Linked DNA regions of Mus musculus: regions 2, 3, 4, 5, 6 and 7 are each linked to region 1. The links are chromatin contacts, called in public ChIA-PET, Hi-C, HiChIP or PLAC-seq and promoter capture Hi-C maps. All regions are on one chromosome and are shown on one strand. Each heading gives the region's core, a stretch centred on a gene start, on an enhancer-like site or on the middle of the called end of the contact. The rest is flanking DNA. Distances are from core to core; before and after follow the strand shown.

Region 1 (3,415 bases), core at 397-2,896:
CCCACCCGTGACGTAAGGGGGAGGGCAGAGAAGGGGGAGGGGAGAGGGAAGCTCCAAAGAGGAGCCATTTTGAGACTAATGGATGCTTTGGCCAGATGCTCGCATCTGTCGAGCTAGGCTTCTCCCTGCCCCCTCCCCCTTTTCGGTGCGCATCGTACACGATTTATGTTTTTATTTAGGAGAATAAATAAATGAAGAGGGGAGCGTGGTCGAGGCCGGAGCGGGCGCTGAGAGGCTCCATCTCGGGGCGGCCGCTCACGTGGAGGTCCCCGCGCGCTCCCAGCTACTCATTAAGATGCAAACGCGAAACTCAGGCTCCTAATGAGGGGAAAATATAGATTCCGGGGGCGCGCGGCCGGCTCGCGCGCGCCCGCAACGGGCCAGGAGCGTGTGCTTGCGTGCAAGCTTGGTGGGAAAGCCGGGAGGGACCCGAGGACACCTGGGCGGCCCACTCGGCGTTGGTTCTCCGAGGCCGGCGGACCTAGGGTGGGCAGTGTGCCCTGACGTGACCCTTGTCTGCGAGCAGATGGGCCCCAGAGTCGAATATCTACGCCTCCTTGGGTGTCTATGCTGGTGACCAGGGACGCTCCAGGCTCGCAGTCGCTCTTCCACGGGTGGCTGCCGATGCATGTGCCCAGGCAGGCCATCAGGCCAAGAAACGGGGTCGGAACTCTGGGTCGTAGCCAGGAGGGCCCCAACTCCGTGCTTTCCCTTCTTCACCATCTCGGGCCCGGAGCACTGCTGAGGAACCCGCCTTGGCAAGGCTGCGGCCAGGACGTAGCTGTCCCCAAAGGGCAAGAGCCCCAAATGGGGCTAGCCGCACTACTGAGCCTGTTGTCCGCAGACTGCCAGGCCCTTCCATCTGCGCGGCCCGCCAAGCCAGAGTTCTCAGACTTCCCCCTCGCCGGCAGCCGCCTTGCATCAGAGGCGCTGTTTATTTGGCTTTCTGAAAAGAAGGGCGAATGAACAAAGGAGAAAAGCGGGGCGCCCAAGGGTGGGAGAGGGGGCAGAAACGGATAAAAGAAAGAGAAACTCAGTTTGGAGAACAGTCTTAGAGGTCGGAGGTAACTTTGGGTGCCAGCATTTTATCGGTCCTAAATCTTTTGAAGTGAAAACATTAAACTGACAAAGTGATTCTGTTTGTTTTATAGTATCTAATTGGGCTGCTTTGCAACCCTAATGAGATTAGAGGGGGGCAATCGTTCGCCGCCTCTGCAGAATCAACTGATCCATTACTACCAGCCACAGGTTTTAAGGATTGTACAGCTTGTCCTTTTTTCCCCCCCTTTTGTTGTTACTCGTTTTCTCCTTCTCCCCTCCCGCCAAATAATTATTTGCTAGTAGATCGTGGGAAAAAAAGAAGAAAAAAAACCTAGCAGCCCAGGACTATAATATATATCTATTTATTATATGTCTTTCGGTTAATTCCTGATGTGAGGAGCGCTGTTTTTCACTCCCAAGCGAAAGTCACCAGCGGGTAGGGCCTGATTGCTACTTTTCATGCATAGTTTTAGACACAAGAGGGCATTGTGACGTCGCGCCTGGCGGCGCCCAGTCGCAGTCCGAGTCCCGTGGCCCCACGTGGGAGCCTCGCACTCCCATTGGCCAACGCTAGGCGAAGCCGCCACATTATTTTGTTACTTTTCAGTCCCTATTTGGAACTGCTCTCGCGGCAGTTCAGACCTCGTGCTCGGCCCCCTTCGCCTGTCTGTGTGTGGTATCCGCAGGTCCGAGGCACTTTTTTTTTTTTTTGAGTGCGTGTACGTGTGTGTGTTGAGTGCGTGTGCTTGTGTGTTTTGGGGGTTTGTCGGGGCGCGGAGAGGAGAGCCAGGCTGGGAGGAAGGAAAGAAGCCGCAGAGCTCCCGGGCTCGGGCTACGTCTCCCCCTCCGGTGCTCTCCAGCCTGCGCGCTCCTAGGCGGCAGGACGCAGACCGCTCCTCGCCAGAGACGCGGCCGATCCACTTGAAAGCAGAGGACCCCTTCGCCGAGGCTTCCTATGCCGGCTGGAGTTAGGATGCCACGGCTCATTATTTGCACCGACTGAGCCCGGAGTTCCTCCTCGACCCTGGGAAGGGCTGGCGGCGGCGGCAGGAGCAGACGGAACAGCAGGCTCTCCTCTCCGAGGGGGGTGGGGGGGCGTCGAAGCGTCCTCGCTGGGCTCTAGCCCTCACCCACGGTCCTCAAGCCGTCACCTCGGTGGCCTGCTTCCTTTCTCTTCTCGCCGCGAGCTCCGGGCCCGACCGCCTCTGGGATCTGACCCGCGCGCCCCGGATGCTCCGGGCTGCCCAGACGCGCCCCCCTCCAGCCTCATCGTCCTGATTGACCCGTGAGGGGACAGGAGAATCCCCCTTCCCGCAAACCCCCGGCCTCGGGATTCCGCACTGGAGCCGCCAGGGAGCCGATGATGTCCACGCAGACCCGGCTTCTGACACTGTTCACGCAGCCGGGGGAAGGCGGCCGGCCGCAGCCGGCCGAGCCCTAGGCGCACAAAGCGCGAGCCCGCCGACGACTTTGCCGCTCGCTCCGCCGCTCTTTGTCTGCACTTGGGGCGCACGCCCGACTCTGGGATTTCGCTGCGAGAGCGGGCTGGGGGGGCCGGGGGCGAGCTCTCGGTTCCCCGGCCGCCCCCCGCTCGGGCTCGCCTCCCCCCTCCCCCGCACGTCCCCGGCTCGGGCTCTCAGCGCTTCCAAGCTCTCGGAATCGCGACCCCTCCCTGCCATGTATCCGCAAGGCAGACATCCGGTGAGTAATTGCAACTAGGCTTATTTAAGCATCTATCATGGCAGGGTAAACGAGGCAGTTTATCTAGCACCTCCATTTTGCTTGTTGCTACCTTTATGGTGCGCGCGCGTGTGTGCGCTCACACAAAGGGGCTGGGTGGGTGGGGGCGCCGTAGAGAGCCAAGGGTAATTGCGCTCGAGTGGCCCGGGCGGCCTGCGTTGGAGGGGGACGCTGGCTTCCGCCCCGGCCCCTCTCCTAAGTCTTCCAACTCGCGCTCTCGGCACTTGGCCGCCAGAGCCCTTTTGGCTTTGGGGGTGGTCGGGATGCCCGCTTCCGGGCCCCGTCGGGAGAGCGTTGAAAAACTTGCTGGGAAGGTTCTGGGCTGTGGGGTGGTGGCCTTGCCGGAGGCTCCCGGCGGGGAGGGGGCCAGGGACCCAGAGGAGGCACGGGGCCGCGTGGAGCCCTTCTGATGTGCCCACTCCTCTCCCCTATGTTGTCCTTGTGGGCTCCAGGCACCCCATCAACCCGGGCAGCCGGGATTTAAATTCACTGTGGCCGAGTCCTGTGACAGGATCAAAGACGAATTCCAGTTCCTGCAAGCTCAGTATCACAGGTAAGGCGGGTGGGGGGTGGCCCCGGGCTGGCGAGGAGGGCGGCCTTGCGCGCTCCTGCTACCCCCCCCCCGCGGGGCCGA
Region 2 (3,415 bases), core at 517-3,016, 500 kb after region 1:
GAAACTTCCCTGCACTCGTGGTTTGCCTGGGCACTGGGCTGAGGGACCAGTATTGATCTTAGAGCAGTATTGAGGTGGGGGGGTAGTAGAGACAGAGAGAGAAAAGCCCAAAAGGCATGGAATTTGCAACTGAGAACACCCTTGATGGGAGGAGTGACCTAATTTCTGTGGGTTGCCCTCTGACCTCCAGGCCCATGCTAATACACACACAAGCCTCCCCATCCCACGAAATAAAAAATTGTCTAGCAGGACAGGAACCCACGGCAACCGAGATGTTTCTCAGAAGAAACCAGTGTAAGGGGTTTGGCAACTGGGAACACAGGAGTGAATGGGGCAAGACATGCTGGCCCCTCCCCCGGGCACCCAGACTATCCAATATGGAAAATACCCCTTCTCCACTACATGAGAATGGGGGCCCTAGCCCTACAGGGATAAAGAGCATCAGTCGACATAGACAAAATTCACCTTGGTCCCATTCCCTCCCGGTGACCTTGGCAACCTCCACTGCTCCCCCAACTCTTCCCCACCCCCCAGGCTTCAATTCCTGGGCTGTAAATTGAGCTCAACCTTTGATTCCCCTCTTGCCTGCCTTTTGAGGAGAGCCCTAGAATTTTCCATGGGGCAGTTGCACAAAAGAGAGCCATTGAGAACTAGAGCTGATGCCTGGTATAGGGACCCTGGACTGTGCTCTGTCCCTGAGAATGGCACAGACTGCAGCTGGGGACCACAGGGACGCCTCTGGAGGCCCCGCCAGTGGCACCGCCTGCCCAAGAGGCTCCGCTCTTGTCAGAATATTAACACCCTGGGTGCATTTGTGTGTCACTCATGATTGCAACCACGGTTCCAAAAGAATTATGCAGCATGCATATTTATGAGACAAGCCCAGACAAAGACTACCGCATTTTAAAAGATGCAATTATCTCTAAAAAGTTCAGCTTTATTTTCATGCTAATGAATACAATATTTTTAAGCAAACCTAATTGGTTTGCCTGGGCTGCTCTAAAGGCCCTCAACTCATTAGAGCTCCGAGGTCCCCTTCAGAGGGGGCTTTAGAGGAACCAGGGGATGCAAAGGGGGCTGAGGCACAGTGCCCCAACCCCCTTCCTGAGCCCTCTGTCTGGGTGACCAGGAGGCCTCCAGGAGGGCCACCCTGGTAGTCTGGGAATGAGGAGATCAGGGAAACTATGGGGCAAAACGAATATCCTCCCTCCTCTGCAGGGTAGAAGCCACACCATCTACCACAGAACTTGAAACTCTGGCTCCCTAGCAGTCACTGGAGTGACATTTAGAAAGGGAATCTTTTCCTAGCCGGCTATCAGCCAAGGGCTTCAGGTCGAAGTGGGTCAAAGGGTGGCGAAGCCCAGGGCCCTTATCCCAACCCCCACCTTGAGTTTTGATGTCCTCTTGCGGGCTGGACCTGGTGCTAGCTAACTCCAGAGACACTGTCTGCTGTGGAAGCCTGTCTCTGCCTGCTCATCACGGCCTGCTGAAGGTCAGGTTGCCTTCACTACTTTACACACGAGGAAAAGGGGCCGATGAAACAACCTGCAGACCCTAGGTGTTCTCCGAGACGAGCCTAAATGACCACCCAGCCTCCTTCTGTGTCTCAGGCAACTTCCTGCAGTTTAAGCTGGGTCCTTTGCTTACATTCCTGCTTATACCCAGACCCCCAAACGCACACAGGGCACAGGGCACAGCTGTGCAGGCTGTACACCGTGCAGGCTGTACCCTATACCCACACTGATGTGGTCTCTGAAGTCCTGCAGCCGCACTATACCCAACTCAGCAGACCTTACTTCTGCTGGCTTCCTGTGGGGCCATTTGAGGATCGTATGCCTGAAAGTTGTCCGGGAAAGATTTATGGGCCCAACCTGCACATTTCTGCTTGAACAACTCCCCTTAACCACATCCTCGGGGCCAAAATCCAGGAGCCCAGAACAGAACGCTGTTCAGGAAATGACAGACAGGCTGCAAAGGCCGGAGGCCGGGAGGCCAGCAAAGCACAAACCCAAGCAAGCATAGGCTGGGAGTTGGGGGCAGGGCAGCCTCTAGCCTGGAGGTGAAGAGAGGGAGAGTCCAACTCTGAGATTTCATGCCTCACCTTTCCCATCTGCAGATGAGGAGCCTGTACCCACTGATCACTCTATGCAGACGTCTTCCATTTCTAGGAAGGCTTTGCACAGAAGAGCAGAGGAAAGAAGCTACACCTCAAAGCCAGAGTCAATCTGTAAAAACAAGCAAACAAAACAAAACAAACAGAAGGGCTGGTGAGATGGCTCAGCGGGTAAGAGCACCCGACTGCTCTTCCGAAGGTCAGGAGTTCAAATCCCAGCAACCACATGGTGGCTCACAACCATCCGTAACGGGATCTGACGCCCTCTTCTGGAGTGTCTGAAGACAGCTACAGTGTACTTACATATAATGAATAAATAAAATTTAAAAAAAAAAAAAAAAAAAAAAAAAAAACAAACAAACAGAAAAATAGGACGAGCGGGATGCTTGGTACCAAGTCCGAGAAGTTGCCCTTTGACCTGCTTGAGCATACACACACACACACACACACACACACACACACACACACACACACACACACACACACTAATTTTTAAAAATAAAAACAAGAAAAAAAAACCTTTATAAATAAGCCACCTAGGGCATGATTCTACCCACCCCTGCTGGGGGTGCACTCTCCATGTCTACCTCCTAGCTGCAGAACTGCCAGAGAAAACTGGTTCAGCAGAGGAAAAGTGGGTGGATCTTTAAACCAAGTCACTGAGCAGAGAGGAACAAGGAGGTTTCAGCCAGGGCTGGGTCCCAGAAGCACAGGGAAGACTGAGGCAGAGAGCCACAGGCTGTGGCACGGTCAGACTCTGCGGAAGCAAGGTTTCAGCGCTTGCAATAGCCTAGAAGCCTTGCTGCTACCTAAGAGGAAACACCTCCCACTACGTGAGGAGGTCACTGGGAAGCAGGAAGGCTGGTCTGAGGCTAACTCGAGCCTACCGTCTGCCTAACACCGCCACTCCTTCCCATTTGGTTACTGCTTTCACCAAATTACCACAGGCTAGAGATGCAGGACTTTGAGCAAGAAGATTAAGATGTGCCCTGGAGAGCTGGGCATGGTGGAACATGCCTGTAATTCCAGCAGTCAGGAAGCAGAAGTGGGAATGTTAGGATGTCAAAGTAACTGGGCCACCCAGAAAGACTCTGTCTCAAATAATCGAGGTCTGGGGAGGTGGCTTAGTCAGTCATCAACGTGCTTGTCCTCAAAACATGAAGTCCTGAGTTTACATCCCCAGAAACCACACAATTAAAGGTCAGTCATGGTGCTGCTTGCCTGTAATCCCAGTCCTAGGGAGGCAGGGACAAGAAGATCCTTGGAATACATTAGCCTGGCTGAACTGGTGAGATCCAGGCT
Region 3 (3,415 bases), core at 513-3,012, 440 kb after region 1:
TCACAGTAGATTACAATCCTAAAGCTAGCCACCATGGTCTATTCCCTTACTTGGCTTCTTCCTCCTTCTATGGCTGTTTACCAAGGTCCAGCTCTCAAAGTATTGAGATGCAGCAATCAAAAGCCCCTTTGGCTCACCTACTTAGCATGCCCAATCAAAATTAAATGCCTCATCCTAACACAGGGTTTCCCCTTTTACCTTTATAAACCACCACATGCCTGTGTGTCACATCTGTCTCCTCTCTACCCAGAGGCAATCTGGGACAAATAGCCCTGTCCTCTTTCCCCTGTTCCCTTCCTCTTCTCCCTCATCCCCTGGCTACTGTCCCTTATCCCTGCCTTCTGTCTCTCTGGGGGCAAATAAATCTCTTTTGTGCTGAGAACTTGGTCTTGTGGGTCCTGAGCCGATCTCTTACAAGTGCAGCCTATCTGGGGGTCTTTAGGTCCTTTGGATACACGCTCTTGAAGGGAATTGTGGAGCTCTGCCCCTTCCACTTTCCCTTCCCAGCACCCTGACCATGTGACAAATAGTTCTGATGTCCTCTGCCCTGCCTACCATGGCATGCTACCTCAGCACGGCCCCCAAAGCTTAGAGGATAAGCAGGAAGCAGAATTGAAGCCTCCAAAGCTGAGAGTGGAAGCCAACCTCTCTTCTTCATAAGCCGACGGCCTGTGGTATTAATACAGCAACAGAAATTGACTGACACAGACCTGAACTGAGGAAAGGCACCTCATTGGTTAATCAGGGGCCAATCAGATTCTTTTTCTAGGAACTCGAAAGCATCATCCAAGTATCATGTCCTGGTTGAACTGAATACTTTTAGACCTAGGGAAGGTGGGACAAAGAAAGCCAATCTGCAAAGGAAAAAAGCCGAACAAACCAAAATGAGCTTAGCTAGAGATCCAGAGGAGAGTCAGGGGACAGGCCTAGTGTCTATGAGGGCTTCTAATGGGGCATCTCTCCAAGACTGGCTGTCATCCCACCTCTGAGTGCAATGAGATTCACTAAACTAACAAAGTCACAATAATATAAAGCTAAGTTTAGAGAGAGGCTGGGAATATGGCTCAGTTGGTAGCGAACTTGCGTAGCATGCTTAAAGTCCTGAATTCTATCCCCAGCACCACATAAACCTGGCGTGATGGTATACACCTGTAATCCGGGACTCAGGATGTAGACGCAGGAAGATCAGAAGTGCAAGGTCATCCTCAGCTACATAGTGAGTTCGAGGCTACATAAGACCTGTCTAGAAAGGGATTAGAAGCTGAGCAAAGTTTATACCAATTCTGTTTCTTAAAAACTAATGGTTTTGGAGCAACACATCTAGTGGGACTTCACCTATTTCCAGATTTTGCTTAGCAATACTGTGTTGCACACTCTTCTTACATAGCTGGGATCTCATTTGGGGCCTTCATCCCCTGTCAGCTCTCTTCCATAGGTAAGCTGTCTTTTTGTTTTGTTTTGTTTTGTTTTGTTTTGTTTTGTTTTGTTTTGTTTTGTTTTGAGACAGGGTTTCTCTGTGTCACCCTGACTGTCCTGGAACTCACTTTGTAGACCAGGCTGGCCTCGAACTCAGAAATCCGCCTGCCTCTGCCTCCCAAGTGCTGGGATTAAAGGCGTGCACCACCACTGCCCAGCAAGTAAGCTGTCTTTGCTGTGGTGTCTCACACAATAGTAGCCGAGGCCGTCCATTAGTAAATGCACTGTGTAACCTAGACACCGTGTTCCACTTAGCAGTTTATTTGCTCAGCCTTCTTCAGTGAGGGCTGTTAGCCTATCGGTCAATAATTAGTCATTCCACAAACATTCATTAAACTATAACCCAACCCCAGCATAGATACATTAAGAAAATAAAGCTTTGGGGCACTGGAGAGGTGGCTCAGCATTTAAAACCACATATTGCTTCTGGAGACTATCCGAGTTTGGTTTCCTATGCCCGTATCAGGTGGCCCACACCCATTTGTAACTCTTACTCCAGGGAATCCCAAGACCCCATTTGGCCTCTGCGTGCGCGCGCACTCACACACACTCACACACACACACACACACACACACACACACACAAATACATGTGAGCACATGCACATTATAAATAAAATGAAAATAAATCTTTTTAACATTTGTAAAGGAAGGAAAAGGAGGCTTTGAGAGACTTCTGAGCAAGCATGAGCATCCTTTTCTTTTTTTTCTGGCAGCATCAAGGAGTAATTCTGATATGCCTTCAGCCCAAATGCAGCCAGATGTCACCCCTACACAACCCACTCTGTAAGGGAGGTGTCAGAGCCAGAGATGTGGCTCAGTGGATAGAGTGCTGCCCTAGCATGTGGGAAACTCTGGGTTCAATCCCCAACATCTGGCATGATGGTGCATACCTGTAATCCTAACCCTAGTGCTAGCCAGAAGATCAGACATTCAAAGTTAGCCTCAGCTACATAGCAGGTACAAGGCCAGCCTAGATAACAGGAAATCCTGTCTCTTTTGAGAAGTAAAAGAAAAGGCATCAACACAAACCCAATTTCCATCTTGGGATGGGGTGCATTATCAGAAAATCGGTCCCATTAAAGGGGGGGGTGATTTTCTAGCCAGTTCCCAAAAGAAATGAGGAGGAGTCTGGCTGCTGGCCTGGGCAAGGAAGGCCCACAGGGATCAGTCATGTCCTGTTTTGTTTCTTAGTTTTGTTTTGTTTCCTGTTGCTATGACAAAATCAATTTAAGGGAGAAAGGTCTTATTTGACTTACAGTTAGTTTCAGGTTATAGTCCATCATGTGGGGAATTCAAGGAAGCAGGAATGTGACGGAGCTAGACAATTACATCCACAGACAGAGAACAGATAATGCATGCATGCAAGCCAGTGCTCAGCGTGCTTTCTCCACTTTAATACAACCTAGGATCTACACTGCCCCTTCCTAGGGAATGGTACCACCCACAGTGGGAGGGGCCTCATCTCAATCAACATCAAGAGACACTCCATCAGACAAACTAGATCTAGATAATCCCTCATTATGACTGTGTTCTCAGATGATTCTAGATTGTGTTAAGTTGACAGTTAGCACTGAGCTTCCCACCTGCACTCTGGCTATCCAAATGGAATTCTCCAGAGAGATCGTCCATCTCCATCTGCACAATTATTGCTGAAATGATGGGATTGTGTAACTATATATGATGAGATGAAAGTTTTTACATCACAAACAAATTATACACTCTCTAATCCTCACCATCCTCTTCTCCACCCACCCCGTGTTACCTGTCACAAGTGGTATTATCATATAGACTTGACCCCAGCATACATGTAAGGTTAGAATTGGCTGTTTAATCTTTCTTGCTAATGTCTCATATATAAGCAGCAACTCCCATGCTCATATTGCCTCTAACGCCATACAAATCTCTACCCAGTTAAGTCTAATGGAGGGGTTGGAGA
Region 4 (3,415 bases), core at 231-2,730, 450 kb before region 1:
CTCATGACACTCACTCCCTAGGGGCCCTTTTGGATCCTTCACTGAAGGCATTACAGAAAAATACAATCTCATTCCTGACTGGACTCGCTGGGGACTGTAGTGGACTCTCTAGAGCCTTCTGAGGGATGCACTGCTAGAGAGAGCAGGGAATACAGCAGAGCTGTGGAAAGGTGGGTGAACTCTCTAGCTTGCTAGCCCCTAGGGGGCAAGTGAGGAAGACTACAAACAATGAAGGTGGAACTGGGGATCCACATCTGCTCCCAAGTTATCCTCTTTGGGGTTGCTTCCTTTCCCATGTTCCAATTCCCTATCTCCCCGTTAGACAGGACCCTCACTGCAGCAAGGCCTCAGAGCTGATCCCCCACACAAGGAGTGATCCTGATGCTGAGGCTGCAGGTCCAAGATGGCGGCTCCAGTCTGGGAAAGCATGAAAGTCTGCAGGTAGACCTTTGCCTACCTGACTGAGCTATCCCTATTTTTGGCTACAACAGTATACATTTCTAGTCTGGCATCCTGCCCACCAGCTCTGCCTCAACCTTAAAGTTCACTCTCAATGGTTTTCTTTCAGTGGTGGGGCACAAGAAACTCCCATTCTGACCCTGTGATGGTAACAGTAGGGTCAGGGTGTCCAGCCATGGAGGAAGAGGCTACTTCCCAAGACTCTGTATATGAGCACTTCCAAAAACTAAGAAGCCGGGTGACGGGGGCAGCCTTGGAATTCTGCATGAGGTTTGCACCCCAACCTCTGGCCTTACCTGACAAGATACACCTCCTGGAAGCATGCCAGTCCCCAGACACTTAGGAAGTTTAGCCTTCTGGACCTTGTGTTCTTGCTCCTCAACAAGCCGGCACGCCATTCTTGTGTCCCTACTGAGAAACTTGCCACCAGCCAACAGGCTGTGCGATGCTTCTTGACCTCTCCCACCATTGCAGATAACAGACCACCAGCCTGTAAGTCAGAGCATTCCTTAATGGGCCTGTCTGAGCTCTGTGAAGCCCTGGAAGCTAGACCACTAGGTTCCTCCACTGGATCCATTCTCTCCCTCCTCTCCCCAACCCCCCCTTCTCTTCTTTGGCATCTGACTATAGTTTTCTTTGAAGGAAGAAATTATTTTGCCCCAGGAAACTCATTTATAGCAGAATAAGTGAAAGGCACGGGCATCTGGCCCCACGTGGGGCTCATTTTCGGGTTATGGCTTTCACATGCCTTCATCTGGCTCCGCCAGGCTTGGAACCTCTCCCCGCCAGCATCACACCTGGTTTCGGCTGGAAAGGAAAGGATTTCAGCTTTTCATCTTCTGGGCCTCTTTGTTATTATTGGAGCCAATTTCTGGCCTGGGATCAGAGCGGGAGGAACGGGGCGGGAGGTAGACAGAGGGAGGCAGGGCTGGGAAACATAGTCAGGACTGGAAAGTGTCCCAGAGGTGGGAGAGAGAAAGGTCTGCTGTGGATTTGAACAGCAGCTCCTCCTGAGAGCATGGGAGCTCTCAGGCTGGCTGGAGACCTGCAGTCAGCTAGAACTAGAACCAGGACAGACAGACAGACAGATACAGACACACACACAACCACCCAATCACACATATACATGCAACCACACAATCATACACATACACACAAAACCACACACAATCACCCACATGCAACTACACCACACACACACACACACACACACACACACACATAACCTGAGGCCTTAGGGTTTTGTCAATATCAGACCCATGAGAGAAGGCCGCCCTAAGCCTCCTTTGATAAAAATTTAGAGTTCTTGGCTTAAAAGAGACATATAAAAAATGAAAATACAAAAGGAGGTTAAGCTCCGAAAACCATATGCTAGATTTTTTAGTAGGAAGATTGCTTTTTGGAACAGTTTATAGGTTAGCAGTTAATATTTCCTTAAAAGCTGGCTTATTTCTATCCTGTAACTTTTTTTTTTGAAAAAATAAATGTAGCTTTGAGAAAAACCAAATTACCCTTTAGCATGCCTAAGAGGATTTTGTCTATCGCGAGTTTCAGGATCTTTATGGTGTGCGTATCTACTGAAACCATGTCCCATAAAAATACCAAGGGAGGGCACCACAGTGGGATTCGAAGCTTATTTAAAATTAATTGCAGATTCATTTCACTGCACATTCGTTGAGGGCTTTTCTGTTTTCATTATTAATATGAAGAAATGGTGAGAGGCCTGCCTAAGTCTGAGGAGACAGTGGCTAATGTATGAGTCTCCCTGGGCAGCAGACATCTGTCAGGACGCACTCTTGCTCTGACCATGCTCAGGCCCGTCTCTGGTCTCTGATGACACTGGATCCGAGCTAAGCCATGAGGGCTCTCACTTGGTGTTCACTGGGCCATGTAGGTTTCTTGTGCTCCTCCTAGCTCCCCTCCAGCCTGCCAGCAGCATCACAGCAAGGCCACTCTGTGTGTGTGTGTGTGTGTGTGTGTGTGTGTGTGTGTGTGTGTGTCACTGGAGGCATCTACACAAGAGGTGGTTGAAGGCAGAAGAAAGAAAGGTAATATGCTAAAATCTAGGAAATCGGTGCTGGGGTCGTTTAATAGGGGAACACGTGCCTAGCATGTGTGTAGCCCTGAGTTTGATCCTAGCACCCACTAAACAAAGAGGGAGTAGAAAGGGAAAGAGAAGAAAGAAGGAAAGGAAGGGGAGGAAAGAGGAAGGAAGGAGAGGGAAGGAGAGAAAATCAATAGAGTGGAGCTGATTGCCTCTTGGAAGCCAGGAAGCAGAGAAAGAACGAAGAAGATAAGATACGTCTTTTCCTGACATGCCCCATAGGCCTCTTCCCTCTGTCTACCCCACCGCCCCACAGTTTGCTGCCTCCCAATAATAGCATTATATCATGACTACATCAAGCCAATTAAAAGCACTGGCTGCTCTTGCAGTTAAAAGCACAAACAAACCCAAGTTTGTTCCCCAGCACCCACATGGTAGCTCACAACCATCTGTAACGCTAGTTCTAGGAGCTCTAACACCCTCTTCTGACCTCTGTGGTCACTGCGTGAATGTGGTACACAGACATACATGCCAACACACACTTAACATATAAAACAAAATAAAGACACGTTTATAAAAAGATAGAAGCTGTTAATGAAGTTAGAGCCCTCCGGGTTCAGCCACGTTCTCAAAGACCATTCTCTGGCCACCGAGCTCCCAATACCTGAGCCAGTGGGGGCATCCACAGCTCAACAACCCCAATCTTCTACTGAGAAATGCGAACGCCCTGGATAAGTGCCTGGGCTTAAGTCTGTAGCCAGACTGTGAAGAGACCTGCAAGGGTGGCTCAGCTGCTAAAAGTGCTTGGCTCATAAACACGAGGACCTAAGGTTGATCCCTGGAAGCCACATGGGCATGGTGGCACACTCTTATAACCCCAGCATCTGGTCAGTGGTGGCTGGATCCTTAAGG
Region 5 (3,415 bases), core at 374-2,873, 410 kb before region 1:
CTTCTTCTTCTTCTTCTTCTTCTTCTTCTTCTTCTTCTTCTTCTTCTTCTTCTTCTTCTTCTTCTTCTTCTCCTCCTCCTCCTCCTCCTCCTCCTCCTCCTCCTCCTCCTCCTCCTCTTCCTCTTCATCCTCCTCCTTCTTCTTCTTTTTCTTCTTCTTCGTTCCATTTTTGTGTTTTTATCCGTTTCTTGAGAATTCCATACAGTGTATTTTGGTCACACTCAGTTCTCTCCCATGCCTCCTGAATCCACCGCCACCTTCCCTTCATGTAACTTTGTGGTCTTTAATCCCTTCCACTGGAATGTGGTCTTGAACCAGGGTCTGTTTTAGTGAACCCAGAGAGCACCAGTTTGGTCAAGCTAGCTGACCAGTGAGCTGGAATCTGCCCATCTCTGCACTACCCCCATCCCAATGCTGGAGTTACAGCTATGCACCACTGGTCTTTAGACAGGTTGTTTCAATGAACCTAGAGAGCATCAATTCAGTCAGACTAGCTGTGAACTCCAATCTGCCTGTTTCTGGGCCACCTTCACCCTGGTTCTGGGTTATAGACATGCACCATGAATCATTGTGCCTGATTTTTTTATATTGATGCTGAGGTCTCCAGGCCTTTGGTTTAGGTAATAAGCATTTTACTGACCAAGCCCCTCAGTCCCTTAGTGAAGTTGTTTGGTTTTTTTATTTTTTTAAACATGATTGACATATGCTGGGCTGTCACTGTAGAAAACACAGTGCCAGAGGCTGTGGAGTAGACTGGACATCTCCTTCCTTCTGAACAAAGGTGCCTCCTGCAATGTCCCTGCTGCACTTGGTTCTCTGTTTTCTTCCCAGTGCCATGTTCCTGTGATACCCTACTCTAGTCCTTAAAACCCAGACAGCAAGCTGGGCACGGTGGAGTTAGATAAAGGTGCAAGGTTCAGAACTAAGTAGGTGACTGACGAACACTGGTCTGATATTAGAATCTGATCCATTTGCAGGTGGCTAGGGTGAGAGTCCAAAGAACTACAGCCACCCTACCCAGAGGGTACTCTGGGACCAGCCAGCACATGGAGCTATGTGGACTGTGCTGTGCTGGACAGCTGTGTGGATCAGGTCAGCACAACTGGCCACAGAGGTAAGCACCCAAGCTTGCAGAAAGCAGCCAGACCATGGTGAGCCACCGGGTCATTCTCAGGTATAGCACAGTAGTCCTCACTCAGTGATTTTGCTCCTAGTTGGCAATGTCTGGAGGTACTTTGGGCTGTTGTAATTGGGAGGGGTGCATGTCTCTTATATTCAGTGAACAGAGCCCAGGGACTCTCCTGAGCATCCTACGACGTACATGGCCTAATCATTTGGGTACAAGTCTCAGCAGTCAAAGCCTGCTCCAGACTAGTTCTCCCTGCTTAGTCTTGCAGCACGAGGAGTGACGGGCCCAGGGTCATTCAGAACAGCAAGTGCCTCTGCTACAGAAGAAGCGGATCTCCCCAGGCTGGAGTGAGGAGACCTAGTGGGGCCTTCCCTGGGGGCTGGTTTTTCCTGGGAGCTGGAAGGAATTAAGTTTAAATGATGACTAACATTGAGAACTGCACTTAACAGATGCCAAAGTGTTTCCTCTTGTGCTGGGGTTTAGTATAAACCTCTGTGCCCCGCCTCCTGTTGTACAGGGGTTGGGTAAGGGGAGGAGGCCTACACCTGCTTTTCATTCTCCCATGAAATGAGTTGCTTTTCTGGAACTTTCCATGCTCTCCCTTTGATCCTAACCGAACATTCAAACTGCACGGGTTACCAAGCTCTCCTATTGACTCTTTCCAGCCCAGCTGCTGAACAAATGTGTTCTTTCTCCCAATGCCATGGGGAACCAACATACGTGAACTTGACCTGGACTAGGCTGGCATGAGATGGGAGAGGTTATGTATAGGGATTTTATACCTGATAAATACAAGGTTGGAGGAAGAGAAGTGTCAACTGTAGGGACAAGGACCAGATACTGTGGGCCAGGTACTTCTTAACATGTTTTTATTTTTAACACTTGTTTCTCAATAATTCTTTTTAAAACAATGGTTTTGAGCCTCACCATGGCTGAACCATCTCTCCAGCCATGAGAGCAGGAGAACTGATCCTGTGTCTTGTCTTGCTGGCTGCAGCATTGGGTGAGTTAGCCAGTATAGTAGCCACACCCAGTGTGGGTGCAGAAGAGCTGGTGAGATGACCAACTCAGCTACCACCCAGGCCCTGATCCAAGGCTTTGTGTTGGCCCGCCCCAACATCTACCCCATCTATGAACTGCTGGCATGTGTGAAAGGGCTGGTCCTGCAGATCCAAAGCTGCAGGATCTCCATGACACAGGGCAACAACAGGATTTCCCAGAGGAGTCCCAGTGAGGATCCAGTATTGACAGAGTAGCAGAAGATAGAGGCCTCGAACCAGACCCATGACTCACTGCAATGAACATTTGCAAGTAAAGATGGGTGGACAAAAGGGTAGACTGTAAGACACACAGTGACACACTGAAGTTTTGTGGGGGAGTTTGCAGGAATGGAGGGCGGATATGAAGGGGATTGGGGTGCATGATGTAAAATTCACAAACAATCAACAAAAAGTAAAAACAACAAAAAAGGGGACTTTAGAGATTGATTTTTTTATTTGATTCATTGTATGTGTGAGTATGTGCCATGCATATTCAGGTGCCTGCAAAGGCCAGAGAGGGTTTCGGATGCCCTGGGACTGGAGTTACAGTCAGCTGTGAGCCACTAGACTTGGGTGCTAGGAACCTGGGCAGGTAGGCCTGGGCTGTATATGAAAGCTAGCAGAGCAAGATCCAGGGAGCAATCCAGTGGGCAGCATTACCCCCACAGTTCCTGCCTCTGGGTCTGCATTGAGTCTCTGCCTGACTTCCCTTAACCAGGGGCTGTGTGAGATCCACAAGTGTCAGATGAAGTAAACTTTCCCAACTCTTTAAGTCGCTTTTGGTCAGAGAGTTTCATCAAAGCAACAGGAAACAGACTGAAACAGAACTTGACCCCAGGGTTACCTCAGACCCTGCCAGGCTTGATGGGACCTTTCTGAGGGTGGGGGTGGCATGGGGGTAGGGTGGGGAAACAACTTTCTAAGATACCATGGATCCAGTGGGGACACGTGTGGACTGGGTGAGGGTAGGTGGTTGGAAAACCATGGACCTGGGAACAGGTTAGTTCCCAAGCCAATTACCTCTCTAGGGGTTGGGGACATCAGGTAAAGGTGGGCAAAAGCAGGCAGTGGCCTCTAGTAAGTGCTAAAAAGGCCTGTGGAGCAGAGTACAGTAGAAATACCAACAAGCATGGGGTGGGAATCTGTAGGCAGAAGTCAGATGCTCCATGTTTAAGAGCGGGTGACTCCCAGGGCTCCCCCTGTCAGTCTGAGAGTGCTCTGTGGCTGGATATACCTTTTAGGACCA
Region 6 (3,415 bases), core at 663-3,162, 370 kb before region 1:
TCTGTCACTGTTGTTGAGTCCTTTTTATACCCACCAAGACGTTACGTGTCCTCCATGGGTCTTACCTCAGCATGTGCAGCTGTCTCAGATGACATCACAAATCTGTGGAAGTGGCAGAAACTGCAGCACATCACCAGAAGTTTTTTTTGGTGTGTCCCTCTATGGAGTCCCGACAAATGCAGCTCAACTATGCAATGTAAGGTGGACCAATACATGCATGTCGTTATCAAAGAACCTTTCAACATGTGTCCTTTCATGTGCTTGCTTTAGCAGAACATCCTCTCTCCTTTGTCTGCTTCAGTGAAACATTCCTCATGTATTTGCTCCAGCAAAACACCATCCAACTGACTTTCCAAAGAACCTTTAACTCTCCACGAGACACTCACCTACCTGGGGCTCTGCCTGCTTACCTGGGATTAGCCACATGGCTGTCCCCCAACCCCTAGCTTGCAGTTGACCCCTGAGCTGGGCGGCTTGCTGCATCAAACTTACAGAAAGCATATGAAGTTGTTGGAATGGCAGCCTTCTGTTCCCCACTTCCTCCCCTGCCTGGAAGCTTGTGGGAAGTGGAATCTTCTTTCTGTTTCTCCACCCCATCTCCCCCAGCCCCACATCGCCACGATCTTTAGAAGAAATTGTATGTGGTCATGCACAAGTGTGCACATGCATGCAGAGATTGTAGGTGAGTGGGTGCAGTAAAGAAACTGCTGACGTGACTACTTCATGGTATGGCTAAGGAAAAAGGTTTGTTTTGTGTTTTTTTGTTTTGTGTTTGTTTTGTGTGTTTGTTTGTTTGTTTTAACTGTAGATATGAGTGAGAGAACAGCCAGAGGCATCTGGAACAGTCCAGAGCAGAGAGAAAAAGAAGTAGACTGAACGTGGCCAGGGCTATCTGCAAGAGAGGGAAGAAGACCAGGATATAGAGAATAGAGATCATGATGAGAATTGCACCGTACATGGAGGGTGAGCATCTGTGGGGAGGGAGGGGCCAGGAGGCTGGAGTGGGCACTTTGAAATGTAGACAAAGTACTTATGGTACTTCAACCACAGGTGTGTGTCAATGGAGAGCCGTAGGTCCCACTGCTAGAGAAAAGAGAAATGGTCCCTTTGGCAGATGGGAAGTGGCCTCACAAGTTCCCGAGGAAGGCTGGCTTTTATTTAGCCACCAGAAATCCTCCTATGCAGCTCAGGTTGAACATTTCTGCATAGTTGGATTGGCTTTTGAAGGTTGAGGAACTGGAGTTTCCTTTGGATCTAACAGAGGTCTGAGGACAGCACTGACTCCTAGGTGCTATCTATCTTGTGTTTTGGGACAGTGTCTCTCACTCGACCTGGAACTTACCAAGTAGGCTAAGCTGTCTGGTCATCCAACCCCAGAGAACTGCCTGCTTCCACTTCCCCGGTGCTAGGGTTACAAGGTCATGCCAACCACTATGTCCAGCTTTTTAACATGTGGATCCTGGGGCTTGAACTCTGGTCCTAGTGTTTGTCTTTGTGGAATGAATATTCCTGAGTCCCTTAATTTTCTTTTAAATGAAAAGACTGTTGTTGGACATGGTAGTTGAGCTGGTGTGTGTGTGTGTGTGTGTGTGTGTGTGTGTGTGTGTGTGAAAGAGAGAGAGACAGAGAGACAGAGGGAGAGACAGACAGATACACACACAGAGACAGAGAGAGACAGAGACAGAGAGAGACAGACAGATGAGGGAGGGGGGAGGAGGGAGACCCTTGACAACCTCAACACCTTCAGGGAGGGGCCATCTGTTGATAGTGTTGTGGTATTGTATTTTGGGAGCCATGTTCTAGGGCCAGGACTGCAGAGGGCAGAAATGGAAGGCTTGCTATCTTCAGGACGGCGTTGATGGTGGTAATGGCCCCACTAAGCAGGAAGAGGGCACTGTGGAATCATCAAGCTTTGAAACTCTGGGTGGGGCCAGCCACACAGCTTCAAGGAGTCAAGTTGAACCAGCCCACTTGGTTGGTTAGCTACAAACTGCTGAGCTGCCTCAGCAACAATTCTACTATCAGCTGATGGCTATTAGAACCCTGTTCTGTAAGATCATGGTCACATTTGATCTTTACGGTCATACTCCAGTCTTACAGGTGGGAACACTGAGGCTCAGCAAAGACAAGAAAAGCCATTTAAGGTTAACATCATCTAGCTAGCAAACTGTTGAGCTGGCAATCCCAACCACACCTCTGACCCCAAAGCCCAAGCCACAAGCCACTTTGCTGTGCTGTACCAGAGCTGAGCTGGGCAGTCAGCATGCTTCCCACAGAAGAGTGGGGGTGGGGGTGGAGGTAGGGGGTGGGAGGTAGGTATATCACATAGCAGCTGACACCTGCCAACTCTACCTAGGTGTCAGTTGCTATTTCACAAGTAAGTTCTGCTCTGGTTTCTTCTCAAGGGCCACTAGGTCTGGCCAGGATGTGGAAATTTACCATCAGGTTCCGTCTGACCTTGAACGTTGCCAGTAGAGAGTAGGGTGAGGTCCGCAGCCTGTGAATCTGAGCTCAACCCCAGGTTGGTGAGGGCTCTTGGGTTGCCTACCTTAGGCATGGACATTTCCTGCTCATCTGCAGGGCCAGAGTGGATGATGTTCCAGCATAGAGAAAGGAGGAGCCTGGGACCTAGGACAGCTTCCTGGCATATGTCTGAGGCTCCTCCATCCACAGGATACTGGTAACCAGAGACTGGTTTGACATGAGGGGGCTGTGGGTAGTGATGGGGTGCCCTTTGGGAGAATGGGGAAGCCATGGTTAGATCTTGTCGTTCTGAGCTTCCTGCCCCTCCCTCACATGGGCAACAGAACCAAGCTGCCAGAATCAAATGAGCCAGAAGAGGAAGTTTTAGATGACTGACTGGTATCTTCATTTGCAGATCAGGAAACTGAGGTTTGAGGGCAGCTATGACTCATAATAGGTGACAAGTCACTGAGGGTTGAGATGAACAAGCACCCGAGCTCCCTCAACCCCTGCAGACACATGGCCTTCCTTGATGGGGGTTGGGGTGGGGGTGGTTCGATGGCGTCATCCGAGTCTAGTCGTCCTCCTGTTCCCTGGAGCCAGCTCCCCCTACAGGCCAGACATACATTGCCCTTTGCCAGGAGGTCTGGGCACCTTAGCTGCATGGTCTCTGTTCATATGTCAGGTGGCCTGCCTCCTCTCCTGAATGCTTGCTCGTCTTCTATTATGTGGAACACTGTTTTCTTCTCTAGTAAGGGTACCCCAGTTTCCTGCTGGAAATGATCCCTGCTCTGATTCCCACAACACCAGATCTCTCTCAGTTTCTGTTCTGCCTCTCTGTCTCTCCGTCTCTGTGTGTGTGTGCGTGTGCGTGCGTGTGCATGCATGCATGCCTCAGTTCTCTCTGTCTCTCAGCCTCTCTGTCCCTCCCTATTTCTTTCTGTATCTGTCT
Region 7 (3,415 bases), core at 345-2,844, 360 kb after region 1:
GATGGGATGGGATGGGATGGGATGGGATGGGATGGGATGGGATGGGATGGGATGGGATGGGATGGGATGGGATGGGATGGGATGGGATGGGATGGGATGGGATGGGATGGGATGGGATGGGATGGGATGGGATGGGATGGGATGGGATGGGATGGGATGGGATGGGGTGGGGTGGGGTGGGGTGGGATGGGATGGGATGGGATGGGATGGGATGGGATGGGATGGGATGGGATGGGATGGGATGGGATTGGATGGGGTGGGATGGGGAGAGGGAGCTCAGGGAAGGGACTGGAGAGGGAGAAGCAGGAGAAGGAAGCACTTAGGAAGAAAAGGACAGACTAGAAAATGCTGTGGTCAGTGAGGGAGCATTCTCAAGCTAACATTTGCTGCAGCATCTCTTCACCCTCCACACTCTGCAGGAGACCTGAGCAGCATTCACATTGTAAGTCTGAGACTAAGGTACAACTTGTCACTACAGAGCCACACTGTACCCTTTCCCTTCCCTCTGAGGATGGGTCACCGGTGTCATGGGTACAAGAGAAACCTCCTCCCAGAGATGCACACTGTTCCCTGTAGCCAAGAGTTCCCCTGGCCTCAGCTCAGGTCTCCCTCCTTCTATCCCACCCCACGAGAGAGGGCCTTAGCTCTGGTTGCCACAGCCAGCATCACCGGCTCTAATTTCCAGCAGTCTGACAGATGAAGAACGTCCCTCACCACTCATTGTCCTTCCATCATTTCCATTGAAGTTGAGGCTCTTCCCGGTCTGTCTGCTGACTGGCCATTTGCCAGTTGTTCTGCTGTCAAAGCCTCCAACATCCCAGATCTCCTTCAGATGTGTAATCCCTCTAGACCACTGTGGTTCTCAGCCTGTGCATCATGACTCCTTAAGGGTTGGGGGAGGGGTCAAAGGACTCTTTCAAAGGGATCACCTATGATCATTGGAAAACACAGATATTTGCATTGTGATTTATAGCAATAGCAAAATTACAGTTATAAAGTATCAATGAAAATATTTTTATGGTTGGGGGGTCACCACAACACAACTGGATTAAAGAGTCACAGCATCAAGAAGATTGAAAACCGCTGCTCTCGACACATCTGGCTAGCTGGTTTGGTGCTCAGCTGCCTCCCCCCTCATTAATTCAACCTTGCGATTGGGTCCTGGCATGGAGTGTTTACGAACTGATGTCCCAGATTCCTTCCTAATGACACTGCGTGGAAATGCTATGTTGATATGACGAGTGGGATCTCACCATTCCAAGTAATCTTCCATTCCAAGGCTAAGACTCTGGCATAGAAGCAGGGTGCAGAGAAGAGAGTGCAGACCAGAACAGGGCAGAGCAGGCTTGCAAAGCCTTCCAGAGAGAACAGAGAGGTCTACACACTGCACTCCTCATTGGCTGGCCCTGTCTTCATGTGACCCAGAGGCTGAGTACCTCTTTAAATGCTGTTTTTAGGTACTTTGCCTCACCCTAATCCAAGACAGCTTAAGAAAGAAAAACTGGGTAAGTCCAGAAAAGTAGGGACAGTCCTCCTGACCCTGGACACCGGGTCACCCTGTTGACTAACTGGAATTCTTCTACTTCCTTTGTGACACCTCCCTAGTGACTTTGCATTTCAAAGTCCATTTTGTCAGCTCAGCGGGTCAGGACAGTCTCAGACTGTCCTGTCTGTATCAGTTAGCAGGAAACAGTAATAGGGTAGCCATTTTCAACAATAAGAGATTTAATGTAGGGATTTTTTTAAAAGAAAATATGAGCAAGAGCTGGTCATGGAATCAATAAAAGATTTGCCGTGTAAATATCAGAACCCGAGTTTAATCCCCAGCACCCACAGAACCCCGGATCTGGGGAGGCAGAGGCAGGATGACCCTGGGTTTCTTTGGCCAGCCAATCTAGCCACTGAGCTCCAGGTTCAATGAGAGACCCTGCCTCAAAAGACAATGTAGAGGGGCCAGCAAGATGACTCAGCAGGTAAAGTGCTGTACAAGGCCTCATGAGACGTTTGTTCAGTCCCCCCAGAATCCCTGTAAAAGTTGAAAGAAGAGAGCTGACTGCACAAGAGAGTCCTCTGACCTCCACACATGCACATGGCAAGTACACGCCCAAACACACATACATGTGCACATGCACACCACACCACACCACACACATACACACATATCATACACACACATACACACACACCACACCACACCACATCACATACCATACACACATTCACACACCACACCATACACTCATACATACACACACATGCACACATGGGCACATATGTCACATGCACCCACCACACACACATCCATACCACACACAGACAAACACACACACACACACCCCATACCACACACATACACATCACACACACACCACGCATACACACCCCCACACACATACCACAAACACACCACACCATACACATACACACACCATACACACATACATACCACACCACACAAACACACACATCCCCCACACACCACAAACACACCATACACATATACATACCACACAGACACACACCACATATACCACACCACACACACACACACCACAAACACACCATACACACATGCATATACACACAGTAATAATAAATAACCTAAAAAAATAAGATTGAGATCAATTGAGGTGGACAACCAACATTCATCTCTAGTCACAACATATATTCATATATACATTTATACACACACATACACATACATGAAAACAAAAAGGAGAGAAAGTTTCATGGTGTTTTGGGGGTTTCTAAGAATGTCTTCTGAGACATCACCATAAGGGAGCTGACCCACCAGAGAGCTGTCACTGTGACCCAGCTAGGAAGGTGGAAAATTGGGATGCCAGCTTCTCTCTTAGTTAAGGCCAGTGGTCACAACTTATCACTTAGTGCTTTTCCACTGGGGAATATGGCATCCGCATTTGTCCACAGAAGGCAACAAAAAGCTACACTAAGATGACCTCACTGTAGACACTAGACTCTGCTCAGACCACAGCAGCCTCCAATCCCTGGTTCCCAGGCCCCCTGCTCTGACAGGGTGAGACCCTAGCTAACAGACATTTTGGTACCAGGATTTTTTAACTGGGAAGTGAGTTACACCAAAGCAACCTGTTCCCTACCCACTTCCCTGGCTCCTGCCTGGGATTGAAAGAGCCAGGCTGTACACTCTTGCTATGAAACACCTCCTACTTCTGCTATGTGGGCCCTAGTTTCTCTCTTCAGAGACCCCCATCACTCTGTCTGTCTCTGGTACTCAGTCCTAAACTCTTCACAGAGCTCTCACCACGTTGTTGCCCCTCTATCTGTCCATGGAATCAACTCTTCTAATAACCTCCATGGCACCTCCCCATCCAAAACCTAACACTCACCTCCCTTCTACTTCCACACCTCAGAAATCTAGCTGCAAGGGAGTCTGGAA

Evidence for each region. Promoter capture Hi-C pulls out the DNA fragments that hold promoters and counts their contacts. HiChIP or PLAC-seq counts read pairs in DNA pulled down with a chosen protein or histone mark. A called contact is a pair of places that touch in the nucleus more often than the background predicts. ChIA-PET counts read pairs in DNA pulled down with a chosen protein or histone mark.
Region 2: a contact with region 1 is called in an H3K4me3 HiChIP or PLAC-seq map of embryonic forebrain, with 10 times the contacts expected there. The contact joins the enhancer-like site here to the promoter of Tle3 in region 1. A contact is called at or near these places in 14 of 39 promoter capture datasets (3T3-L1-derived adipocytes, the C10 cell line, the HPC-7 cell line and 9 more), 3 of 15 datasets of contacts at CTCF or cohesin (large pre-B cells, pro-B cells and stem cell-derived epiblast-like cells), 15 of 484 Hi-C or Micro-C datasets (the CH12 cell line, the N1E-115 cell line, adipose-derived mesenchymal stem cells and 8 more), 42 of 115 datasets of contacts at active chromatin or transcription factors (the 230-238 cell line, DN3 thymocytes, the NIH/3T3 cell line and 27 more) and 4 of 9 other capture datasets (adipose tissue, embryonic stem cells, liver and 1 more).
Region 3: a Hi-C map of liver shows a contact between it and region 1, with 2.8 times the contacts expected there. The contact joins the enhancer-like site here to the promoter of Tle3 in region 1. A contact is called at or near these places in 10 of 39 promoter capture datasets (the 3T3-L1 cell line, 3T3-L1-derived adipocytes, the C10 cell line and 6 more), 2 of 15 datasets of contacts at CTCF or cohesin (CD8 T cells and pro-B cells), 30 of 484 Hi-C or Micro-C datasets (the AML12 cell line, the C2C12 cell line, CD8 T cells and 18 more), 28 of 115 datasets of contacts at active chromatin or transcription factors (the 230-238 cell line, CD8 T cells, the NIH/3T3 cell line and 22 more) and 4 of 9 other capture datasets (adipose tissue, embryonic stem cells, liver and 1 more).
Region 4: a contact with region 1 is called in an H3K4me3 HiChIP or PLAC-seq map of embryonic limb bud, with 6 times the contacts expected there. The contact joins the enhancer-like site here to the promoter of Tle3 in region 1. A contact is called at or near these places in 14 of 39 promoter capture datasets (3T3-L1-derived adipocytes, the SN4741 cell line, cranial neural crest and 9 more), 1 of 15 datasets of contacts at CTCF or cohesin (the NIH/3T3 cell line), 8 of 484 Hi-C or Micro-C datasets (the C2C12 cell line, brown adipocytes, epidermal suprabasal cells and 5 more), 20 of 115 datasets of contacts at active chromatin or transcription factors (the NIH/3T3 cell line, the SCID.adh cell line, acute myeloid leukemia and 16 more) and 4 of 9 other capture datasets (adipose tissue, embryonic stem cells, liver and 1 more).
Region 5: a CTCF HiChIP or PLAC-seq map of the NIH/3T3 cell line shows a contact between it and region 1, with 6 read pairs. The contact joins the enhancer-like site here to the promoter of Tle3 in region 1. A contact is called at or near these places in 13 of 39 promoter capture datasets (the 3T3-L1 cell line, cranial neural crest, embryonic stem cells and 8 more), 1 of 15 datasets of contacts at CTCF or cohesin (the NIH/3T3 cell line), 2 of 484 Hi-C or Micro-C datasets (the N1E-115 cell line and cerebellum), 16 of 115 datasets of contacts at active chromatin or transcription factors (the NIH/3T3 cell line, astrocytes, craniofacial prominence and 13 more) and 2 of 9 other capture datasets (adipose tissue and pancreatic islet).
Region 6: a contact with region 1 is called in an RNA polymerase II ChIA-PET map of memory CD8 T cells, with 668 read pairs. The contact joins the enhancer-like site here to the promoter of Tle3 in region 1. A contact is called at or near these places in 15 of 39 promoter capture datasets (the 3T3-L1 cell line, 3T3-L1-derived adipocytes, the C10 cell line and 11 more), 4 of 15 datasets of contacts at CTCF or cohesin (CD8 T cells, the NIH/3T3 cell line, large pre-B cells and 1 more), 39 of 484 Hi-C or Micro-C datasets (3T3-L1-derived adipocytes, B cells, CD4 T cells and 25 more), 35 of 115 datasets of contacts at active chromatin or transcription factors (the 230-238 cell line, CD8 T cells, DN3 thymocytes and 28 more) and 3 of 9 other capture datasets (adipose tissue, bone marrow-derived macrophages and liver).
Region 7: a promoter capture Hi-C map of liver shows a contact between it and region 1. The contact joins the enhancer-like site here to the promoter of Tle3 in region 1. A contact is called at or near these places in 17 of 39 promoter capture datasets (the 3T3-L1 cell line, 3T3-L1-derived adipocytes, the C10 cell line and 12 more), 1 of 15 datasets of contacts at CTCF or cohesin (large pre-B cells), 23 of 115 datasets of contacts at active chromatin or transcription factors (T-cell acute lymphoblastic leukemia, Th17 cells, astrocytes and 15 more) and 1 of 9 other capture datasets (liver).

The regions. Positions count from the first base shown.
Region 1 is chr9:61,370,720-61,374,134 of GRCm38.p6, forward strand. Tle3 (transducin-like enhancer of split 3) reads left to right here and starts at 1,647. Exons shown (of 20, transcript NM_009389.2): 1 at 1,647-2,742; 2 at 3,234-3,334. The coding sequence starts at 2,719.
Region 2 is chr9:61,871,650-61,875,064 of GRCm38.p6, forward strand. It overlaps Gm34974 (a long non-coding RNA gene), which reads right to left. Exons shown (of 6, transcript XR_001779199.2): 3 at 2,102-2,225. Among named protein-coding and RNA genes, the nearest start is that of Gm34974, 25 kb to the right of the region's middle. Within about 2 kb of position 1,767, at least 55 of the 459 cell types and tissues checked have an H3K27ac peak or open chromatin away from gene starts, as enhancers often do. A contact at or near this core is called in the 230-238 cell line, the HPC-7 cell line, astrocytes and 6 more, where this site is marked.
Region 3 is chr9:61,810,774-61,814,188 of GRCm38.p6, forward strand. All of the region lies in intron 3 of Gm34828 (a long non-coding RNA gene), which reads right to left. Among named protein-coding and RNA genes, the nearest start is that of Gm34828, 9.9 kb to the right of the region's middle. Within about 2 kb of position 1,763, at least 17 of the 459 cell types and tissues checked have an H3K27ac peak or open chromatin away from gene starts, as enhancers often do. A contact at or near this core is called in hepatocytes, liver and pancreatic cancer cells, where this site is marked.
Region 4 is chr9:60,925,206-60,928,620 of GRCm38.p6, forward strand. No RefSeq gene overlaps it. Among named protein-coding and RNA genes, the nearest start is that of Gm33643, 58 kb to the left of the region's middle. Within about 2 kb of position 1,481, at least 6 of the 459 cell types and tissues checked have an H3K27ac peak or open chromatin away from gene starts, as enhancers often do. A contact at or near this core is called in embryonic limb bud, where this site is marked.
Region 5 is chr9:60,960,643-60,964,057 of GRCm38.p6, forward strand. No RefSeq gene overlaps it. Among named protein-coding and RNA genes, the nearest start is that of Gm5122, 55 kb to the right of the region's middle. Within about 2 kb of position 1,624, at least 14 of the 459 cell types and tissues checked have an H3K27ac peak or open chromatin away from gene starts, as enhancers often do. A contact at or near this core is called in the NIH/3T3 cell line, where this site is marked.
Region 6 is chr9:60,996,374-60,999,788 of GRCm38.p6, forward strand. All of the region lies in intron 1 of Gm51680 (a long non-coding RNA gene), which reads right to left. Among named protein-coding and RNA genes, the nearest start is that of Gm5122, 19 kb to the right of the region's middle. Within about 2 kb of position 1,913, at least 123 of the 459 cell types and tissues checked have an H3K27ac peak or open chromatin away from gene starts, as enhancers often do. A contact at or near this core is called in the 230-238 cell line, B cells, CD8 T cells and 26 more, where this site is marked.
Region 7 is chr9:61,732,162-61,735,576 of GRCm38.p6, forward strand. No RefSeq gene overlaps it. Among named protein-coding and RNA genes, the nearest start is that of Gm34770, 72 kb to the left of the region's middle. Within about 2 kb of position 1,595, at least 7 of the 459 cell types and tissues checked have an H3K27ac peak or open chromatin away from gene starts, as enhancers often do. A contact at or near this core is called in liver, where this site is marked.